Linked DNA regions of Mus musculus: regions 1 and 3 are each linked to region 2. The links are chromatin contacts, called in public ChIA-PET and HiChIP or PLAC-seq maps. All regions are on one chromosome and are shown on one strand. Each heading gives the region's core, a stretch centred on a gene start, on an enhancer-like site or on the middle of the called end of the contact. The rest is flanking DNA. Distances are from core to core; before and after follow the strand shown.

Region 1 (4,210 bases), core at 799-3,298, 350 kb before region 2:
GCCTATTCCAAAATAACAAAAGCCTTGGACTGCATCGTAAGTGACATCTTATAAATTGAAACATCATGACATTTGAAGTGTCTTAATGAGACAGTAAACACGGCAAATGACCATCAAACTCTTGATTCAAATAGAAAAGCATATCATGTCCGATCAGTGTGGAAATGCATGCATATACTGCAGAAGACCAGGACTGCTTATTGTTGTCATTGAAGAACTTTAAAATTCCAGAAAATTCTAGCTCCCTCTCAATATATCCCAAGGACATCTTTTTAAATAGCTGAAATACACCACATTTAATAACCAGCAATAATTAGGATTTTAATATGCCTGGCAAATGCACAAGGAAGGGGGGAGGAAACCACCAAACCAGAGATCTTCAACATCATGCTCTCATTGTGAAAGAGGTTATGCCAAAGTCTAGAGAAGAGAGAATTTCAAAAGCAAGGGGAATGTGGGAGAGCAGTGGGGGAGGGCTCTTAAGAAACCACTGTTTTATTTCTTCCACTGAGCGGCTACTTGCCTAATGAAACTCAGGTGGACACAAGACAGTAAGCCCTGGGGCTCCCCCTGTAATGCTACCCTCCACGATGACAATGAGGGCTCCTAGGAGCCTCGCAGAGAGGTGCTACTTGAAAAAGAAACTGCAAAAGAGTAAATAGGATCATGTTACAGTACAGCAGCAGAAAGCCACAGCTGCAGGGCACAACATAAAGCTATTTTTCTTCAACTACCTTTCAAGAGCACAGACCTAGCAAATTGCATGCATTTGTACCGCCTGAGACATGAACATACTGTTTACACACATCGGTGAATCTAACTAATGATGACCCGGTGCCACGGTGAATAGATTCAGTTACAGAATGAATGGCTTCTGTCTTTCATTTTCATGCCTCCAGTTCCAATCCTAGCTGCTATTTACAGACTTGCTCATGTGCCCTGCAGCAGGTCTGATTTTCTCCCATGTGAGGCTATCTTGAGAGTGTGTGCTCGCTTGCGCTCAGTGCCCTGCTGCTGAAAACCCCATTCCTGTCCCGTGGCTGCCTTAGCAATTGAAACAGTCTTTAGCTTGAAAATGCAAGCAGGTTAACTCTGAGCTTGCTGCTGTTGCTACTACAAAGTCCTGGTTCTCATCTTCAGAGGACCACATTTCCAGGTCAGGGCACCACTGTTTAATCCCCCTAAACAAGCCATCTACTCACTCCATGGCTAAGCCTTGCTAAACTGAGATATAACCCCAGATGCCAGTAGGCAATTCTTTGTTACTATCGTATTCCGCTGCATTTTTTTAAATGCTTTTGAAACTTTCTGACAATATAACAAATTCATAGCATAAGAAATAATAGAATTATGAATCACCAAGCACAACAAATACAGAGAGTAAGTATTCCCCTTACCTGGATCATGGAAGGGCACCAAAGCAAAGTTGTAAAGAGGTCTCTTAGGTCTTTTCAAAGACGTCTCCAAAATTTTGGAAGCCCCTTCAATAACCTGAACTAAATCATCATACATGGACCCAGTCACATCAAACACAAAAGCCAGCGTGGACGCCCCCTCAGGAATCTCCTCAGCCCTGCTCTCAGACTGCGGAGTCCCATCTCCAGCTAGGGAAGAACGAAAAAGAGCCACCAGGAATACTGTGTGGACCACTTCCTGGGCAATCATTTTTTTCTTTTCTTTTCTTGTTTTGCTCGCTGCTTTTCTCTTTGCCCTAAGCTCCTAACCACTGTGCTTACTCCTCAACAGCAGGCAGAGGACTGGCTTCCTCTCTGGTGCCTCATCAGGCTTTTGCAGTCTCTGAACTAACTCAAAAGTTTTGGAGCGGAGAATGAGATGCAGACCAACCCGGAGCCCGGCTGCCTCCAGGAGCTGGGCTGGGCTGGGCAGGGATGCGGCGCCTTTTGTCCGGCTGGGTAGGTCCTGGGCTCTAAGCGGCCGCGTGCAGGGAGCTGCGAGTAGCCGAGCGCCCGCAGAGCGCGGGGTCCATGCCCTGGGGGACGCTGCGAGCCTGCGGTGCCGCCTCCGCCGCCGCGCTCCAGGCCAGCGACTGAGCCTCCCAACTTTCCACAGCTAGCCCCTTGGAGGCGAAGCCCGGCGCGACCTCTCCTTCTGATTGGCCAGCGGCCGTCCCTCCTCTGCTGGAGCCCCCACCCCGGAGGGCGACTTTCCCCCTCTGTGAGTTCCAAGTCTCTCCAGTACCGGGGAAGCGCTCGCAAAGTCAGCTCTGGTGTTCCCTTCAGAGCTATAGCCAATCTCCAAAACTCCAAGGTAAACAATGGCTTTCAGGAATGTGTGGCCCACTCCCAAATTCAAGGGCATCACATTAGCTAGCACAAAGGGAATTGGTGCACGTTTTTTCCCCTAATGTCTGTGCAAAGCTGCTTCAGACAACACCTAATTCCCCAGCCCACCCCAAGTGCAGAAGCTAAGATGCCCCAGCCTAGCTTCCTGTCCCTCAACCCAACATTCAGCCCCGCCAGAAGGGGGAGCTGGAGCTTTCTTTCCTCTAGGCTGCAGCTACAGGATGGATGGTTCTTTGATCTTCCTTGGGGAGTGTTTAGATGAGAGGAAGGCACGGAGTTGGGAGAGGCAGGGAGAGGGAGCTGTAGAGGCAAAGGAGAATGGAAGGAGATAGGGGGAAAGTAAGAGACATCACAAAGTCCCTAGCTGTGCTGTGGAACTGGGAAAGGAAACTGGGTATCAATAAAACATTGACGTCCAATAGAAAGAGCAGTGTTTGTCTGTCTGTCTGTCTGTCTGTTTGTTTGTTTGTTTGTTTTTAAAGAAAGAAAAGAAAAGGGGAGGGGAGGGGAAGGGAGGGGAGAAAAAATTCTGGGGGAGTTGAAATTTCGTTATCAAGATTCACTTTGCTGATCAGCCTAAATCCTCTGCGAAGCATGGTGATGCGATAGTATTCCCATTTCACATACCCTCCAGTACAACTATGTGTCACGTCTCAGGCAAAGATCCACTGAAATGTTGTTCCTCTCAATGACATTTTCCTGCCAAAACTTAAGGAAACTTTACGGTGGAAAACATTACAATGTTCTTCCAAGTCGCAATCATTATATACATTATAGCCGGATTAACAGATTTCAGAAGGTAAGCGAAGAAAGTCATTCATGCGCTAACCATTCTTTGTTCCCCTTTAATAAATACGCCCCCCTCCCCCAGGAAAGGGGCTATTGTCTGGATGCAAGCATTCGAAGTACAGCACTTGGGCAGCTTTAAACTGGGTTTGAGTGTGTATGAGACCACCCTCTAGCATGGGGCAGCCTGAGAAAGGGCCAGCTCCCACCAGCCTTTTATAATCTCCAACTGTCTTCTCTTTCAGACCCACCATCTGTGGAACTTGATTTTATGATACCTATAAGTCATGTCACTTAAAGGAAGCACACGGGCCATTTGGGCTGGTGTGGGAACATGAGAGGAGAGGGAGGGAACATGTTTCCTTTCCAAGTAGTATTTAGAGAATGTTGAATGCTATTTGAGTAGTCCATTCCTTTGTTTATTTAAAAAGGATTTCATTCTAGGTCATAGAGACCTGAGTTATTCCAGGTGCTCAGAGAGGTGGGAGAGTTCTGCATTCTACACCGGGTGTAGACAACCAGGTGCTAAGTCCTGCATGGGGCTTAATAGCTGTGACCTTCAGCAAGCTACCTACCTTCTTCCTGCCTTTTTTAAAATTTATTTACTTGTAATAGGAAACATGGCAGTTACCTAATCAGAATTAAACGATCTATACGTGTTCCAGATGCATTTGGAGGAAAGGGAGTGGTGTTGTGTAAATTGACTATTCAACAAATGTGAAACAGATTTGTTTAATTGTGTTAAACAAATCTTAAATTAAAATTAAATCTTAATTAAGTTAAATTTCCTATATCATTACTGATTCCTGCCCACTTGTGACCAGTTATTGAGAATCGTATTGAAATATAGGACTCTGTGGATCTGTCAATCTTCTTGAAGTTCTGTGAGGTTTTGCTTTGTGCCTTTTGAACGTTTGTAACTAAGTGCAGAGAGTATTATGTCCTCTTGATTGATAAACATATCTTTAAAATTATGACACAACATTCATTTTCAAAAACGTTACGTGTGCAGGAGACACTTGAAGCTGTTTCATTGCTCACTAACATTGTGTTCATTTTCCTTAATTGTTCCCTTTCTTCCCTAGTTTCATTTTAATAGTTTCTATACTATGTCTTTATGT
Region 2 (3,894 bases), core at 469-2,968:
GTTAGAGATGAAACCCAAGCACCCTGGTGCTTTAGGCAAGCACTCTACTGCTAAACTATGTTCTCCGCCCCGAGATCAACATTATGTCCTTTGTTACTATTACAAAGAATGCAAATAATCATTTATGGCTCACTTCCAAGTGTCAGTGGCTATTATACATACTGAGATGCCTGAAAGACAGATACTATGTAAAATTATGCCAGGATTCATAGAGCAGGAAATACTGAAGGCCAAAATGCACTGACTCCGATCACACTGTCGCTTTAAGAGAGTGTTGACTGTTCCAGATTACAAAGACGCTATTTAGTGTACAGCAAGTAGGACCATGTGTCCGGCAGGCCAGTCATGTGCCTGTCCCAAGTGGGCAGTTCATATTCTCTCACTGCCAGAAGGAGCTCAGTAATCCAGGTCCCTAATAGTGTCATTTGCAACAAAAGTAATGTGCTATCAAAGAGAAAAGCTGGACGGCAAATGCCAGTTTCTCTAAGACACATAATCATACTAGCTGACAGCTCAGTTTCTACTTCCTCCTTTTGTGAAACAACAACAAAAAAGAAACGTCTCCTGGCCACAAGATCTTATTTTTTAAAAGTAATGAAGACCCCCCTCCCAATTTCTATTTCCTACCCGCTAACACATTAAAGAAGGGTAGGAAGCATTGTCAAAGAGCTCCAAGAAATGGCTACAAATTAAGCGGGATGATCAAAGTCAGGTCTAGACTGTGTAAGCGCCCTCTATAAACCAGTATAAGCATTAATCTGGAAACCTTTACCTAACTCGATTATGTGTATACTTTATAGACCTTTGGATATAATCTCACCAAATCCCCTCATCTTCAATCAAGGAAACTTCCCAGCATGTGCTTCAGAGTCATATGAAGAAGTGGAGCCCAGCTTAAATCACATTTGACCTAAACAACTGCCTGCCTCCTAGGGGCAAGGTGGGTGGATGACTGGGCTTGGCTCCTGGGTTAAAAGGCCCCAGGGGGTAGAGATAGGGACTAACAATTCCCCAAGCTACTTTTCTTTGTCCAAAGAAGTCGAGACATCAGGAACTGATACCAGAGGGGGACAAAAAGTAGAAGTGAACACGCATTTTATGGCACACCGATAATATCTCTTTCACCTTTTTTTTTTTTTTTTTTTTTTTTAAACACACTCACTGAATGCTCACCCAAAGCAGGCCAATAGAGGGGCTAGTTGTTCAGGCCCTCCTCTGACTTATCCCTTCTTCCTCCATTCTTCTCACCCCTCCACCTCCAAGGTAAGAGCCTGATGCTCAACTACTGCCGCGGGGTTCCCACAACACGCAGCTCCAGTCTAGGCTAGTTGCCTAGAAGTCAGTGTGACGCTGAGAACTCTAATCGCCACGTCGGATCTCTGGAGAAGGTAGGGCAGGTGGAAGAGGAAGGAGGGAACCAGTTCCTGGACAGTGGAAAAAAAAGGGCGAAGCGAGGGTGTGAGGCTCGGGAGGGAGCGCGCGCTCGATAAGTAACAGGAGGAGCGGTCCCCGCCGCCCCGCTCTCCCGGATCACCTTGCGCTGACCTAGTTGAGCCGAGAAGGAAGGAGGGGGCGGTTGAGGAAAAGAGCTATGAGGTGGGCGGGGCCCTGTCCGGGGGCGGAGCCTCAGAGCGGGATCTTCCCGGGAGCTCGCCTGTGATTCGCTCAGGCATCAGAGCCGGAAGCGGCCGGGAGGCGTTGGCGGCAGCGCACGTGGTGACGTGCGAGGGAGTGCGGCGCGAGCGCGCGCGGCGGCGGCGGCGGTGGCAGTGTGTTCGGGACGCGCGTGGAGGTCGGTCAGTCGCTCGGAGGTGCTGGGCGCGTCGTGGCGGCGAGCGAGTTCCCGCGAGTACCCACTGGTCTTCCTCAGCCCGCAGCCTCCCGCCCGGTCGCCCCGAGCCCCTTCCAGCGCCTTCCGCCTGCAGCCCGTCGAAGCTCTGGAGATGAATTTCGCCATCTCTTCAGAGATGACCCAGGTAACGCGCTGTACGCGGGCGCCGCGGGAGGGAGAGGGCGGGGTGGGAAGATGGTGGTGGTGCGGAGCGTCCCGCTGTCCCGGGAGACACGGGCATCGCGGGGCTCCGCATTCGGCTCGGTTGCCGGCTGGCGGGGGAAGAGCGCGGTGGTCCCGGACCTTCCTCCGCCGGGGCGGGGATCGTCAGGCTTCCGCGCTGGGTGACGGAGGGTCCCCGGGACCTGGCCCGGCGGAGGACTAGGAGGGATGACCCGCCGGATGAGAGCGGCGGCCACCGAGGACTGTAGACATCGTTTCCCGCTGTCAGGAGCGAGGTGCCGGCTGCGGTTTGGGGCTCTCCGGGCTAAGACTCCCCGCGGCCGGCGCGTGGGGACACAGAGCCGCCCTCAGAGCGCATCGGTTCCAGGGGTTAGGCGTGGGGTGGCACGGAGTCCCTGGTCGCCGTGGACCACGGGGTCCTTTGTTCGAGCTCCACGTTGCCCGCTTTTCTTGCCAAGCGCGGGGAAAAGGAGGCGGGAGGAGCGAGGGAGCGGCTGCCCTGACGTGTCAGCTCTGAGTGACTGCGCCGCCGGCCAATCGCGGCCAATCGCGGCCGGGGGTGTGCGGGTGCCTCGCTGTACCCGCCGAGAGCGCGCCCCAGGCCTTGCAGCGCGGGGTCCCCGGCGCGCCGGGGCACAGGCTCCATGTTCTCTGAAAGAAATAGGTGGAGAGCAGGCTTTTCGTCCGATCACCTTTTTTTTTTTTTTTCTATTTTTGGGTAAAGGACCTCGTTGATAAGACACCGGGGAGTGTCAGAGTGGAGATTAACGTAAGGAAATCTGTACACACACACACACAAATTTGAGAAATATTTCCGCCTTTCCCTCAATAAGTTGCAGATAAATGATTCCGGAGAGCAAACATTTCGATCAAAAAGAAGTCGGACGGCCTAAAAGGCAACGTTTTGTTTAATGTCTGTCAGTAGTGGAGGTTAGAACACCCAGATATCAAGTTCTTAGGAGTTTTGTTGTGGTCTCCTGTTTTGGCAATACACCATAGCTCTGGAAGTAAGAGCACACAAGCCGCACGGACTAAATCACCTTAGCCATATTTTCTTTAATTTTAACACCAGTGGTTGACTTAGGAAAAAAATAACTAAGAAAATAGTTTCAGGTTGAATCCTGCTAAGTCTTTAATATCTTTAAAATGTTAAAGGACTTATTTGTAAGCCTGGATGTAAACATTGACTGGGTAGAACTGGATTGAAACCAATATGCTGTAATGCCACCTAGCAGGCATTATATCAAACCCACACTTTGGTGGCTTCCTTGCAGGGAGGCCTGGGGTGGCTTTCTTTTGATTTCCTAATTAGTGAAATCTTGAGTTAATTAATAGATTCCCATTTCTGTAGCCTTTGTCTTAATTTATAGTTGCCTTCTAACTTTGTCTTTTCCAAAGACAGCATTTCACGCTTTATTTTAGTTATTGGTGGGAGGTTGACCTTGTTTTTGCATTTCTTGTTTGGATGTTTTAAGTGCCATATAAATTTAGTTTTTCAAAAAAGTTTCTTGACTGTCTTGGCCAGTGATATTAATGTGACTTACCCCAGAGGGTTTTTTGTTGTTTTTGTTCGTTTGTTTGGTTGGGTTTTTGTTTGTTTGTTTTTGTTTTCTAGCTTTTTAGCAGTTTGATGGTATAGTCAGATGCTGCAGGTAGGAATTTTTGAAGGTTGAGCATATTCCTACCTTCTGTTGGTGTTAAAAGTATTATTGGAGTGATTTCTGGTTCAGTTACCACTGTGTTAATGTTTCTAGCCCTGTAACAGTACTCTTTACACTTCTGATGTCAGCCTGGATATCCAAAAGTACCTCAGCATTAGAACATCCCAGTCTTGCTTCTTTTTTCTTTCTTATTCTAAAAGTGGCATGTTGATAGTGGTG
Region 3 (3,880 bases), core at 414-2,913, 340 kb after region 2:
AATATACTCACTGCCACTTTAGTAGTGTGGACACCAGCCATTATTAAATCTAGTGGGTAAATTTACATTATTTGGCTTTAATTTTAGTAATGTAAGTTCATGGTCTGTTTAGACCTTGACTGGACAGTTCTGAAATAAAGAGTTTAGGCTCAGCAGTACCTGCCATATGACCAAAGTCCTGAATTCCATGATTCTAAACTTTGCAAGGAAACACCCCTTGCAGATAACTTCAAACATTAGTCTGTAAAACACACGCGTTCACGTGCACACACACATGCATATATAAATATAATATCTTTTGAATATAATATTTTTTAATTTAATTTTAGTGTTTTATTTATTCACTTTGCATCCTGCTCACAGCCTACCTCCTGGTCACCCCCTCCCACAATCCTTCCCTCATCTCCCCTCCCCTTCTTCTCTGAGCCTGTGGGAGGACCCCCTAGGTTTTCCCCTACCCCCACCCTGGTACTTCAAGTCTGTGCGAGGCTTCCTCTCCTACTGAGGCCAGACAAGGCAGCCCAGCTAGTAGAATATATCCTACATACAGGCAATGGCTTTTGGGATAGCCCCTGTTCTAGTTGATTAGTTTTTATAAAGTAGTTTTGAAACATTAAACCATAAAGTGTTAGAAAAGGGTCCCGAGGTATCTGGGTCTTGCTTGACCATAATCTACCCCTGAAGCTCTGTCCCTAGTCTTTTGCAATGTGGAGATTTTATGAGATGGTTTCTAATCCACAGTAGTGACTCAATTGACCTCGGTCACCTTCACTGCGCGCCCTGTCTTCCTTATTCTAGATTAAACCCTAGGACGAGCATCCTCAATGGCTTCCCCGGGAGGGCGCTGTGAACTGGAACTGGGGAAGGGTTAGGAGAGTCTGTGGTAAGAAACCGCAGAAGCCCGGGGAGGGGAGGAATGCTGTTATATAACTTGCCCAAATCGCTCTGCAGATCAGCTGACAGGGCTTGGTAGAGGTTATCCATAAAACAGAATTACAAGGCACTTCCAAACCTAGATCTGGCACGGCAGCCAGAGTCACAGTATACACTGACTCCACAGGCCTGGGAGCTTTGGGGCTTTGGTTAGCTCAGGCATGTTATAAATCTGCACAAGTGGAAAAAAACAAAAAACGATGTCTCTCTGGCTGGCCCCCCGAATAACTGTCCCCGAGAGGCCTAGGAAAGCAAAGCTTCCCTTGCAAAAATCCTTAATCATCTCTCTCAAATATGAGTTTTCCACGCAGCTGCAGAGATGAGGACCTGGGAGAGACCAAGGAGAACAGAGCATTCCTAGACATTTCCTGGCCCTGGGGATAGAGTGTTGAATGAATAGCTACAATGTGTCTCCCACATGCCTGCTAAAATGCTTACAGTTTCCCAGGGTTTGTCTGTGCTCTGGACTTGATGAACGTTTTGCCAGCGAATTGGATAGGCACAAAGAAGGCAAATCTAGCAGTTTTCCTGGCTCTTGGGTGAAAGAGGGTATGGGGCAGAATTCCAGTTTTGAAATGGTGTGTCAGGTGGGGCTGGTCTCAGCGAGTTGCCACTTAATAGGGATAAGCTTTAAAAGCTGGCCTGATCTCAAAAGTAGAAGTGCAAGTCAGGGGACGCTTAGGTTGGCAAGCATCTCATATGAGAAGAAGTTTATGGATTTGATTGGATTAAAAGAAATGTGTGAGTCACCCGGATGCTGTGGCCACATTAAAGAAGAAACCAGAAAGGGGCAGAGAGTATCACGTGTTTTGTGGTGGGTGCTAGGACGAAGAGTGTGATACCTTAGAGCCCATCAGGGGGGGAGAAAAGAAGGGTAAAAGTAGAAAGATCCAAAGGTAAACAAGTTGTTTAAAGAGGAGTTGAGGGAAAGTTAGTCCACTCTGTGGGTACCTGGGAATCAGCCCAGCTATGGAAGAGGAGTAATGAGAACTAATTTACTCTCAGAGACAAAGTGGATGGTGTGTGTATGTGTGTGTGTGTGTGTGTAAACATAGTGGCTCAAAAGAAGTGGTAAACATTTAAATTTTCAAATAATTAGAGTAGTTCTGGAATGGAAAAGAACCATTTCATTAAATTCTGAACTTTCTGTCACTAGATCTATTTGAGCCAAGGCTGGCCTTCTGAAGGTTCTCAACACTGAAAACCTCACGGTCAGTGAGCATTGAGATCACTCCTGATTCTCATAGTCTATGGTTTAAATAGCCGTGAATGCCAAGGCCACGCAGGACACACCCCTTGGCTCTGACTCTGGCCAGCTGTGTGACCTTCAGCTAAGACATGAACTCCCCCCCCCCCATTTTCTCCATCTGGCTTTAACAGATGCCTCAGTTGCTCCCCTGCACACCCGGCCCCCTGTGGAGTCTTTAAGTTAGACCATGTGGGAAAAGGAAATTCTGGCCCGCTTGCTACCTGCCCTAAGTCTTCCTGCAGAGGGAAAGCTTTGCGGAAGAGCAGGAAGTTCCCGAAGGCCACCGAACTAAAAACCCTCAGATTGCTTATTGGCAGGAGAGAGGGTAGTTAAGAAGGTACAGTGTGTTCCCCTGAGACCTCCTCACAGGATGCTGATGAAGTAACGGGTAATCTGCTTTCTCTCAAGCACCTGTAATGAGTTCAGCTCTGCCTCTGCAAACAACCGAGGAGGAACAATGGAGGTCGGATTACCTCAGCACAGCACTCCTCTGTCTTTGGCAGACTTCATTCTGTTTGCTTACTGAGCTGGCGATGGTCTTCTGAGTTTTGCTCCTCATCACCAGAGCAGACACTCACAGAGAAACTTACCCTGTGGCACATCTCTTCTCCAAGTTTTTTCTTTGTTTGTTTTTTTTTTTCTCCATAAATCAATTTGTTTAATTAGCTTATAAGCTGAAAAAAAATCTAATAACAGATTGGCAAATTAGATCTGTCTCCCACTATCCAAGAGGGGAATTTAAGATTTCATTTGTCCTAATGGTGAGAGCTCTCTGTCTCCGGATTCCATTGCTGACTGACTGTGACTTCTTCTGTGGGCGCCTAGTTCCTTATCCCTTTCTTCTCTGCCTGAGGCGAGGCTCTTCATTCCTGCACCATCGCATGCTCACTTCCTGACACCCCTTCTTTGACTTTTGTCAAGCTAATATCATTGTCTCCAAATTCTATTTTCTTCCCCCCTCCCACCCCATATCTTTAGTGCTACACTTGTCCATGCACAGGCCAGCTTGTTTGGACATAGACATAGCCGGCTGTGGACAGGATATAAACTCTCTCCTCCAGTTTCTGAGGTCAGCTGAACTGCTCATAAAGCACCAAGGAACTGAAACCCTCGCTCCTTGGCTGGCAGCTCTGGCCATACCCACCCCATCCGCATCCACAGTCACATTTTTTCCCCTCTCTGTTTCCGTAGATTGGAAATGAAAACAGCTGTTAAAAATAAGAGTGCATGAGTCATCTGGAATCTCCACGTGGTAATTACAGTTTCCATCTCGCCCTGTCCAGTCCTTCCCAGTGTGCCGAGCCCCGTATCACAGTCCCACTGTGGGGAGAACACACTGTGGGGAAAGCAAAAATTTTAAGGACCACCTTAATTTTCGTTTTCTAATCCTCTGAGGTTAAACACTGAGTGGGTTGCCAAGCCAAGAAAAATAACACGAAAGAAGATACTTCAATTAGAAAACTCGATTTGTGGGACGGGCCATTTTCCCAGTTTTTTCCATTTTGAGCAAGTCTCTGTGTCGATGTTGATGAGAGGCCAGTTCTTCTGTAATGTGGAAGGTGTCCTAGGATTGCTTCCTGGTACTCTCACTATGGAGAGTGTTTAGCTCTTGTAGACGCTATGCCCGAAACTGAGTTTTCTCTTTTAAGCGCCTGCTGCTTTATAATCTAGAAAACCTCAAAGGAGGTAATCCATAAC

The links. ChIA-PET counts read pairs in DNA pulled down with a chosen protein or histone mark. HiChIP or PLAC-seq counts read pairs in DNA pulled down with a chosen protein or histone mark.
Region 1: an H3K4me3 HiChIP or PLAC-seq map of bone marrow-derived macrophages shows a contact between it and region 2, with 4 times the contacts expected there. The contact joins the promoter of Hmcn1 here to the promoter of Ivns1abp in region 2. A contact is called at or near these places in 2 of 39 promoter capture datasets (embryonic stem cells and neural stem cells), 1 of 484 Hi-C or Micro-C datasets (embryonic stem cells), 8 of 115 datasets of contacts at active chromatin or transcription factors (astrocytes, bone marrow-derived macrophages, embryonic stem cells and 3 more) and 2 of 9 other capture datasets (adipose tissue and liver).
Region 3: an RNA polymerase II ChIA-PET map of memory CD8 T cells shows a contact between it and region 2, with 34 read pairs. The contact joins the enhancer-like site here to the promoter of Ivns1abp in region 2. A contact is called at or near these places in 1 of 484 Hi-C or Micro-C datasets (muscle stem cells), 3 of 115 datasets of contacts at active chromatin or transcription factors (the SCID.adh cell line, memory CD8 T cells and pancreatic cancer cells) and 1 of 9 other capture datasets (adipose tissue).

What each region holds. Positions count from the first base shown.
Region 1 is chr1:150,991,387-150,995,596 of GRCm38.p6, forward strand. It overlaps Hmcn1 (hemicentin 1), which reads right to left and starts at 2,049. Exons shown (of 107, transcript NM_001024720.3): 1 at 1,398-2,049. The coding sequence starts at 1,665.
Region 2 is chr1:151,342,780-151,346,673 of GRCm38.p6, forward strand. It overlaps Ivns1abp (influenza virus NS1A binding protein), which reads left to right and starts at 1,719. Exons shown (of 15, transcript NM_054102.2): 1 at 1,719-1,976. It also overlaps the pseudogene Gm10138.
Region 3 is chr1:151,683,553-151,687,432 of GRCm38.p6, forward strand. The region is part of intron 5 of Niban1 (niban apoptosis regulator 1); the gene reads left to right. Among named protein-coding and RNA genes, the nearest start is that of Gm41969, 51 kb to the right of the region's middle. Within about 2 kb of position 1,664, at least 164 of the 459 cell types and tissues checked have an H3K27ac peak or open chromatin away from gene starts, as enhancers often do. A contact at or near this core is called in the SCID.adh cell line, adipose tissue, memory CD8 T cells and 2 more, where this site is marked.